Linked DNA regions of Canis lupus: region 2 is linked to region 1. Evidence: chromatin contacts called from public Hi-C data. All regions are on one chromosome and are shown on one strand. Each heading gives the region's core, a stretch centred on a gene start, on an enhancer-like site or on the middle of the called end of the contact. The rest is flanking DNA. Distances are from core to core; before and after follow the strand shown. Region 1 holds the start of ENTPD6 (ectonucleoside triphosphate diphosphohydrolase 6). Region 2 holds the start of ABHD12 (lysophosphatidylserine lipase ABHD12).

Region 1 (4,623 bases), core at 707-3,206:
TCAGGCAGGGAATAGGGAGTAGGCTGGGGCACAAAGGTCAACAGAGGTTTGGCTTGGTAAGCCTTGCTCCCAGCTAGCTTTCTAGGAGCTGGGGAAGGTAGGTGGCTCTTGGAACATAAGCTCTATCTGATTTGGATCAGTGGCTAATCTGTTGGCCAGTTTCTTCAAGGTTTTCAGTTAAGTACATAAAAGAGCCATATATGCAAAATGACCACCACATATGCTAAAAACCTATCCAAAATTAAACATTAACAAACCACTACTTACTCTCCTGGTAGGTTTAAATGGGCTTTTATCTCTTTCTCCGGGGGGGGGGGGGGGGGGGGGGGGAGAAAGGATACATACATGAGTCAGCCCAGTTAACACCACCAGTTGTTTCCTTTTCACAAGACAGAGTGGGCGGGGAAGCTCTTGCAGATCTCTTTACATGGCTGTCCCCCTCTGGTTTTTCATGTGAGGTTCCACAAGGGAGAGACATCATATTAGACAACTGATGCTTATGAGGGCAGGGGGAGTGGGACAGAAAACAATTCCTGGATTTATACTACTATGCTCCCCGCCCCCAACCTTGTTCATGTATTGGTAGGGTCAACAGAACAACCTCCCCAGGACAAACCCTCATCCCCCATCCATCATGGCTCTTGCAGTGGGTCAGAAAGCCCTTGTAATCACAGTTGCTATTCACCCGTCCGAAGGAACCTAAAGTTTCAGATTCCCTCACTGAGGGGCTATGGGCTATGACCTACACAGGATCCTGAAGGATGGAAGATGTGGGGCTTGGTATGCATGATCCTGGAATGTGTCTGGAAGGACAACTGGAGCTACCCTGAACTTCTGGGTGACTTACCTCTTTTGAGTGGATGCCCGGGATATGCGGGGCTGTGCCCGTCATGATCTACAAAAACAATCCAGGTTTTCTTCCAGCCTTTTTTTTTTTTTTAATTTTATTTATTTATTTATGATAGTCACACACAAAGAGAGAGAGAGAGAGGCAGAGACACAGGCAGAGGGAGAAGCAGGCTCCATGCACCGGGAGCCCGACGTGGGATTCGATTCCGGGTCTCCAGGATCGCGCCCTGGGCCAAAGGCAGGCGCCAAACCGCTGCGCCACCCAGGGGTCCCCTCTTCCAGCCTTTAAAACCATTCTATGGCTCCTAGCTGGACTTAAGATAAACTACCTTTCCCGCAAGGGCCCCCTGCTCATCTCTCCCTTCCCTTTTACTCTCTCGACTCTTCAGGGCTTTCTCCTGAAGGGCGTGGAGCCCAGCGTCCAGCTGTGTCCACTCAGGGCCCCTCCCTGGAGCACTGCTGGCGCCCACCTCGAGCGCCCCGTGCGCTCTCCTGGTCGCACAGCAATCCCAGAGCTTACTGTCCCTGCATGTGCTGCCCTGTCAGAGGACACGGTCTTGTCTTGTCCGCTACCCGGGCTCCCTCACTGGGCCGCCCGTCCTTTCCCTCCCGGACCTCGTGCAACCGGCCCCGCGCTGGGAACGGGTCGGCCAAGCCGAGGGGAGGAGCGCAGCAGCAGGTCAGCAGGGTCCCTGCGGCCCCCCACCGCCTCCAGGACACTCACGGGTCGGCACAGTCGGGTCCGGGACGACTGCAGGAGCCCGGACGGGACGGCAGGAACGACCCTGAGGCGCCTGCGGGCCCCGCTGCTGGAGACGGAGGAGCCGGCAGGTGGAAGGCTCCGCACCCCGCGGCCCCGACCCGCCGCACCCGAGCCCTCTCCCGCAGCGTACCCCGCCAGCCCCGCGCGCCCCCGGCCCGCCCTTACCCTGCAGTCCCCTCCGCCCCTCCGCGGAGGGAATTCCGTTTCCCGGGAGCCGGAGGGCGACCGAAGAACCTTCGCAGCTCCAGCTCGGGGCCGGCGCCACCACGGCCTCCGCCCACAGGCCGCCAGCCCGCGGATCCCCGAGCCTGGGCCCCGCCCACGTGCACGGCGCGTCCCGGGGAGGGCGGAGCCGGGCGTTGGGGCCCGCGCAGGCGCGGCGTGTGGGCGGGGCCTGGGGAGCCCCGGTGCGCAGGCGCGGCGTGTGGGCGGGGCCTGGGGAGCCCCGGTGCGCAGGCGCGGCGTGTGGGCGGGGCCTGGGGAGCCCCGGTGCGCAGGCGCGGCCGTGGTTTTCGCGCCGCTGGGTGGCGTGGTTTAGTGTCAGGGGGCGGCTGCTGGGGTCAGCTGGGCCTGAGGTCTTGGCCGGCGGGGCCGTCAGTGCCGCAGTGCGGCCCCGCCGGCTGCGTTCCGCTCCTGTCCCAGCTCTAGGGGTCCCTCTGCGCGGCAGAGCGTGCTGTGCTTACCCCCATGACCTCACCACCCGACCTTGAGCAGCCGTGAACTTCCCTGGGGTCCTTGCACACCTGGAGCACCCCCACTCCCCACAAGGTGGTAGTGATAGAAAATGCAACTACGGCAGAACAGGTGCGCGGCGAATCTCCTGTTCTCGACCCCCATTCTCCTAACTCTAACAGGAGATGCCGAGGTGGCCAGGTCCTGACTTGGGTCAGTCGTCCACGCAGGCCCCAGCTTACTGAAGGGTCCTGGGAGTGGGTCTTCCCAGATGTCCTCCACTCAGGCCCCGCGGCTGTGCCCCGGCGGGAGCTGCGTGCCCGCTGCCCTGCGGCTGGGCTGCCTGCGACCGTGGCCAGCGCTTGTGCCTCCTGTGGGGCGGCCTCGGACTCGCAGGCGGAGGAGGGGGGAGACCCTGGGGCGGTCCTCAGCCGGCCCCTGGGCCCCTGACCCACTCAGCGGGCTCCTGACCCACTCTCTGCTCCTGTCTGTGCTCAGGATGGTGGCACTTGTGAGAGTGAGTGGATGCTAACCAGAGTGGATACCAACCAGACGGGATGGAGGGACAACAGGCACATACCAGGAGTGGGCGCCCGGCAGGTGGTCACCGTGAGCACCTGGTCGGATGCTACCCTCCTTCACCGGGCCAAACCGCTGAAATTTGTTTTATACAGCAGTTTGCTCATGTGGTCCTTTGTTCCAGTTGCTCGCTATTATGAATAATGCTACAGGATCCTGGAGGACTATTATTGTGTGCATGTGTGGGTATATCTTATAGGAGAAATTCTTAGAATTTCTGTGGTAAAGGATGTGTCCCCTCAGCCCTTTTTCTTTTTTTTTTCAATATAAGTTTATTTTTCATTGGTGTTCAATTTGCCAACATATAGAATAACACCCAGTGCTCATCCCATCAAGTGCCCCCTCAGTGCCTGTCACCCAGTCACCCCCCCCACCTCCCCTTCCACCCCCCCTAATTCGTTTCCCAGGGTTAGGATTCTCTCTCTCATGTTCTGTCCCTTTTTCTTTAAATATTAGATACATGTGACTACACTGCTCCTTACACAATGCCCTAACTGACACATCCACAGTAATGTATAGGAGCGTGGTTTCCCCGTGTTTTCACCAGTGAGATCTTTACAAACCTTTGGATCTTTGCCAATTCAACTGTTCTAAGAATTCTCATATACAGTTTCAATTTACATTTATTCTAACATTTGAAATCTCTATTCGTGGAACTGTGGTGGCCTTGCTTCTGTCTTCCTCACTCAAAAATAACATCACCTTCACCATATTTCACTCCTAGAGTTTCTAGAATTTGTCAATTTTACTGACATGGACTTTTGCATATGCCATTCAGTGCTTGGAGAGCTCTTCCCCCAGGTTTTTCTTTAGACAACTGCTATTAAAAAAAAAAAAAAACTGCTATTGTTTGAATGTGTACTCCCCAAATTCATATGTTCATATCATACCCCTGAAGATGATAGTATTAGGAGGTGGGCCTTTGGGAGATGAATGTGATTAGTGCCCTTATAAAAGAGACCCCAGACAGTTCCTTGCCCCTTCTGTCACGTGCAGTCACAGTGAGAAGGCAGCCCTCTGAGGAAGCCAGCCCCTAGAAACAGAATCTGCCAGTGCCTTGATCTTAGCCTCCCAAGCCCCCAGAACTGTGGGAAATACATGTTTGCTATTTATAAACCACCCAGTTCATGGTATTTTTGTTATAACAGTCTGAATGGACTGAGACATGGCTTCTTACTCATCATTTAAGACTCAACTCAAATGTCATCTCTTCAATTTTATCTAGAGTAGTTCTTTTCTTTGTTTACTTCATAGTGCTTTTCAAACCCATCATTATTTATTTACTGATTTGTACATTGGTATATTCTTCATATCATACTGCAAGGTAAGTTCTATGAAAGCAAGGAAGTGTTTTGTCCTTATGGTTGTTGCATGGCCAGCCCCTAGCACTCTGCCTGGCATGTGGTAGGTAACTGCAGGAAACTCTATTGTTACTTTATTCCCTCAGCCCACTTCTATCTTCAGCTCTCTGGTGGTAGTGGAGAGCTCCCATAAATGCTGCCACCTCAAGTAGCTCTTTGCTCTCCTCTTATAGAGCTTGCTTTAGAACTTTGGCAGCCCTGAGAGCAGGCACAGCCGAAGTTCAGGCAAGTTACCCCTTAACTCATTGGGGTTGAATGCTTCAGCCCTCCATGCTTTATGGGAGTTGGATTGAGCATCAGTTGCCCACAGTGGTAACCAGTTCAGTCATGCCCAGCCCCTTGGGTGGACTATTCCTTCTTCCTGGGCCCCCTTTCCCAAATAAACTACTTACATCTAAA
Region 2 (4,909 bases), core at 6-2,505, 190 kb before region 1:
AAATTCTTTGGCAATTTACAAGTATCATTACAAAGCTAATAGGAGCTATTGATTTTATAAAAGCATTTCTTTTTTTTTTTTAAGATTTTATTTATTCATGAGAAACAGAGAGAGAGAGAGAGAGAGAGAGAGAGAGACAGAGACACAGGCATTGGGAGAAGCAGGCTCCATGCAAGGAGCCTGATGTTGGACTCGATCCCAAGACTGCAGGATCACACCCTGGGCCCAAGGCAGGCGTAAACTGCTGATCCACCCCAGGATCCCTATAAAAGCATTTCTAATTGATTTTAAATTATCAGTTGCCAATAGTTTTCAAGTGACACAAATGTTGAAATGGTGAAAGTTCACTTTATAATAAGTAAGCAAATCTCTCAGTTGTAGATCGTTTCTAAGAAATAATGCCATATTAAAGAATGCCAAAGCTGTAAAATTAACTGTGTGAAACTACTCTTTGTGAGATGAGTTGAATTAGTTCTTAACTTGGGTTTCACATTTGATATAGTTTTTTTTTTTTTTTTTTTTTTTAAGATTTTTAAGTAATCCCCACACCCAATCCAGGGCTGGAACCTACAAGCCCAAATCAAGTTTGACTCATTGAGTGCGCAGCAAGGCGGACCGCCACCAGCTGCTACTAAAATGCTTCACAAAAATCTCAAATGAAATGGTTTTTAAGAAGTAAATTGTTTAATTCGGTTTTCATATGTTCAGCCCCAAAGTTAAAAGTTAAATTACTTATATGCTTGTGTCCAACAAAAAGTACCTAAAAGCATATTTTTCAAAGTAAACTGTTGTGGGAAAAATAGTTATAAATCATGAGGATGGTGGTTTGTTACCTTCTGCTTTCTGTCCTCATAAACAGGTTTCCGAGGGGTTCCCTCCCACTGGGTCTCCAGCCCTAGTGAACCCGAGCCAGAGCGGGAGATGGAAGAGCCAGCTGTCCCCGCGGCGCGGGCCCTCGACCCGGGGCAGAGCCAGGCGCGTCCGCTCGCGGCGCCGGGGACCCCGGCTCAGGCAACCCCGCCCCTGCGCCCACCAGCCCATCCCCGCCAGCATCACTGGTCCCCTGGCCCTGCCCGCACCGTGACGCCCTGCAAGGCTTCGGCCGCCCTTCTCCAAAATGGCCGCAGGTGTGCGCCGGCGTCGCGGGGCGCGCTCCCCGCGGAAGCACGGCGGGGGCGGGGCCGACGGGAGCCGGGCGCTGATTGGCCGGCGCGGCTGCCCCGTCCCGGGCGCCGGTCCGTACGGCCGCCGCCGCGGCCTGGGGCTGGGATGCTAGGGGCTGCGGGCTCCCGGCGGCTGCGGCTCCCGTGAGTGGCGGCGACTGCGACTGCGGCGCGGGCGGGCGAAGCGAGCGGGCACCGTCGGCAGCTGGCCGTGTCGGCCGCGGGATGAGGAAGCGGGCCGAGCCCGTCGCCTTGGAGCATGAGCGCTGCGCCGCCTCGGGCTCATCCTCCTCCGGCTCGGCCGCCGCGGCGCTGGACGCCGCCTGCCGCCTGAAACAGAAGCTGCGCCTGGCGGGCAAGGGGCCCTCGGAGCCGCGCTGCGCCGCGGACGCGGGCATGAAGCGGGCGCTGGGCAGGTGAGGTGGGGCGCCGGGGCCGGCCAGACCTGGCAGGCACGCAGCCCCTGGGCCCCCGCCTCTCCGCGAGGTTCTTGCTGATGGGAGCGCCCCCCGCCGACCCTCCACCCTCCGGCGTCCTCTCCCAGCCTCCCTCCGCCGCTCTCCCTCGCCTGGCCCGCAGGTGTGGCCCGCGGGCATCCTTCCCTCAGGTACCTGCCTGCGGGAGCGCCCCGACCGTCCTTCCACCCTCCGGTGCCCCCCTCCGGCCCCCCGTGGAGCCCAGCGCCGCGCCCCTACCCTTCCCGGGTGACCAGTGGGACCCCGTCCGCGGGCTGGACCAGCGTCCCTCCCAGGGGCTGCGAGCCGCGGGCGGTCGCCACCCGGCGCGGGGGAGGAGTGGGGGAGGGCCCGGGGGCGCCCCTGCTGCGGCCCCCGGACGCCCCGCAAGGAAGGGGGGACGCGGAGCGGTGGGCTGCAGATCCGGGCAGCTGGGATCCTTCGCCTCAGCTCTGCAGGGAGCTCAGGACCCACCGCCCCTCGCGCTGGGCTGGCGTCTGCGGAAGCTTACCTGGTCCCGGTTCTCACTTTGCTGAGTTTCTCCGGTAACTAGTTGTCAAGAAGTGGCATTCTCTGCCCAGAACTAATGAGGCCTTTGGGGGAAAGGTTAAATGGTGTGCTGTCGCCAAGGGTATGCCGCATCCTCAGCTGTTGGAGGGAAACCTGTGGGTGGGTGTGCGGATGGCTAGTGGTGCTTGAAATTTGTCTACACGGAGAATCTAGAGTTGGAGAATCTGGAAGTCTTCTAGCGTTTTGATTTCTCCCTCTGAGTAGGGGATGAATGTGTCCAGGTAGAGTTGATTTCAAGACTAAGGTAGTGTATTTCATAGGGACAAATTTCTCCCCGTATGCTGGCTCCATAATTAATCTGGCTGTTCTCAGAACGTATCATTCAAGGCAGTTTTGAAATCTGGATCTTTCACGGTTTTGAAGAAGTTAGTATGTAACGTTCTCAGGTGTTGCAGAGTCATTTCTTTTGGGGTCAACTGGAATGTCCTTAATTGACGCTGGCTGCTTCAGTGTCAAATATTTATCCAAATAGTCCCTAAAAATATCATTGCCTAAAAGATCATGAAATTGAAAAAAATAGAAATATGTATCCAAATAGACACTTTAATATTTTAACCTCATTGTTTAAAAAGTCATGGAACGAATTGTAGTCTCTCCTCTGTTAACATTCTTCCTGAAGGGCAAGAACTGACAGTATTTGTGTGTGTCTGTGTGTGTGTGTGTAAAGTTATCTTTACACTGCTCAGTGTCTTTTGTGAAACTAATTTGTTCTCTTTTTGTGGAAAGGTTATCTGCACTAAAGACTCATAAGTAGCTTTGATGTACTTTTGTGGGGTTTTTTGTTTGTTTGTTTAATCGGTTTTTATCTAACACCTAGATAAGTTTGGGAATTCTTTCTTTGAAGAAATGAAATTGTTAGGCACATTAGTGTTTGGGGGAAACAGTGCTGGCCTGGTACCTTCCTGGAAAGATGTACGGTATTAAAATGATATGCTTTGTTTTTGTTTTTGTTTTTGTTTTTTTGTATCAGGAGAAAGATATTCAATTGGTACTCATATCCTTTGGAGGAATGAAGGGCTCTTAGGTGATAAAAAGAAAAGCAGATGGCAGGAAAGCCAAATTTGTGTTACCCCATGTCTTCCTTCCCTATTTCTTGGAATGCTCTCCTGGACATTCGTCTCCTTTTGTTTTCTCCTTCACCCAGGTCTCTGCTCAACTGTCACATCCTCAGAGAGGCCCTCCCTGAGACCAGCCCATTCAAAATAGACTTCTTGCCACTCCCAACGCCCGTGTTCTATTTGCTTTTATCATCACACTTTTATCTCTCTCTCTTGACCTTGCAATTGTCTGTGTACTTGACTTGCTTTATTAGTTGTCTCCTCCCCTATAAGAATGGAAGCCCTAAGAGAGCAGGGCCATTGTTTCTTCCATTTTTCTGTCTCCAGTGCATGAACATAGTAGGTGGCAGAAAATACGTATTCAAATAGTATACGTAGAGTAGATAACTAAGAAGTGGAATTGCTGGACCAAGGAGTGTGTGTTTATAATTTTGAAAGGTGAGGCCAAAGTGCCCTCCAATGTACTGATGGGTACTTTCCCCAGCAGTGTCAATTGCCTCCCCTTCCTGTCAATACTTAATGTTCTCAAATATTTTAATCTTTTTTTCTACCTGATTGATGAAAATGACATCTGATTTGTAGCTTAAAATTTTGCATTTTTAATTGTTAGGTGGCAATTTTTGTGTGTTTTTATAAGCCTATTGTATACCTTTGGGTCTCTCATGACTTGCCTTTGTTTGGCACATTTCAGATAAACAAAAGGGAAGACAATATAATGAACCTCGATGTATATCCATCAGGTCTTCTTAAACAGCCATTTTTTGCTGATCTTGAATCATTTGTCTCTCCTCCCTCCATATTTTTGTAGGATGGGGGACTAGAATATTTTAAAACAATTTTATACATAGCTACTTCACAGTATAGCTTAAATAGGGACTTTTGAAATATATATAATCTCATTGCTATATTTATCAAAAATTCTTTATATTTATCAAAATTAACAATTTATTGCCTCTTAGTAATTTAATACCCAATACACATACACATTTCTCCAGTTGTCTCAGAAATGTCTTTTAAAATATGGTTTGTTGGGCAGCCCTGTGGCTCAGTGGTTTAGTGCCACCTTTGGCCCGGGGTGTGATCCTGGAGACCTGGGATCCAGTCCTGCATCGGGCTCCCTGCATGGGGCCTGCTTCTCCCTCTGCCTGTGTCTCTGCCTCTTTCTCTCTGTGTCTCTCATGAGTAAACAAATAAAATATTTTTTAAAAAATAAAATAAAATGTGGTTTGTTTAAAAATCCTGTAATTTATTTCTAATTACTTGATCTTTTTTGTTGTTGAAAATAGAATCCTTCCTTATATTACATATTTCTATTATTGTATTTACTAATTTTGTAAGCAGCAACTTATGTAATCATTGTTTCTAGTTGTTTTTGCAGTTGGTTCTCTTGGAATTTCAGATATCATATGTCAGTTACAAATAATATGAATTTCATCCCATGTTTTCTACTTTTTTATATCTCTTGTTTCTCATTTTTGGTTGCATTATATTTCTAGAACAGAATATATACAAGGGATGATGTCTTGTTCCTTACTTTACTGAGAATACTTTTAATATTTTTGCCACACTAGTTATTTTACTACAGGGTGTGTTGTTGCTGTTTGTTTTTTAAATCAAAAATGGTTCTTGAATTTATCAAATGCTGTTTTAGTGTCTGTGAAAT

Evidence for each region. Hi-C and Micro-C count contacts between places; a contact is called where the count stands out from the background.
Region 2: a contact with region 1 is called in a Hi-C map of blood, with 2.9 times the contacts expected there. The contact joins the promoter of ABHD12 here to the promoter of ENTPD6 in region 1. A contact is called at or near these places in 2 of 9 Hi-C or Micro-C datasets (both in blood).

The regions. Positions count from the first base shown.
Region 1 is chr23:1,545,410-1,550,032 of UU_Cfam_GSD_1.0, reverse strand. ENTPD6 (ectonucleoside triphosphate diphosphohydrolase 6) reads right to left here and starts at 1,956. Exons shown (of 14, transcript XM_038570224.1): 1 at 1,778-1,956.
Region 2 is chr23:1,732,290-1,737,198 of UU_Cfam_GSD_1.0, reverse strand. ABHD12 (lysophosphatidylserine lipase ABHD12) reads left to right here and starts at 1,255. Exons shown (of 13, transcript XM_038570229.1): 1 at 1,255-1,307. The coding sequence starts at 1,270.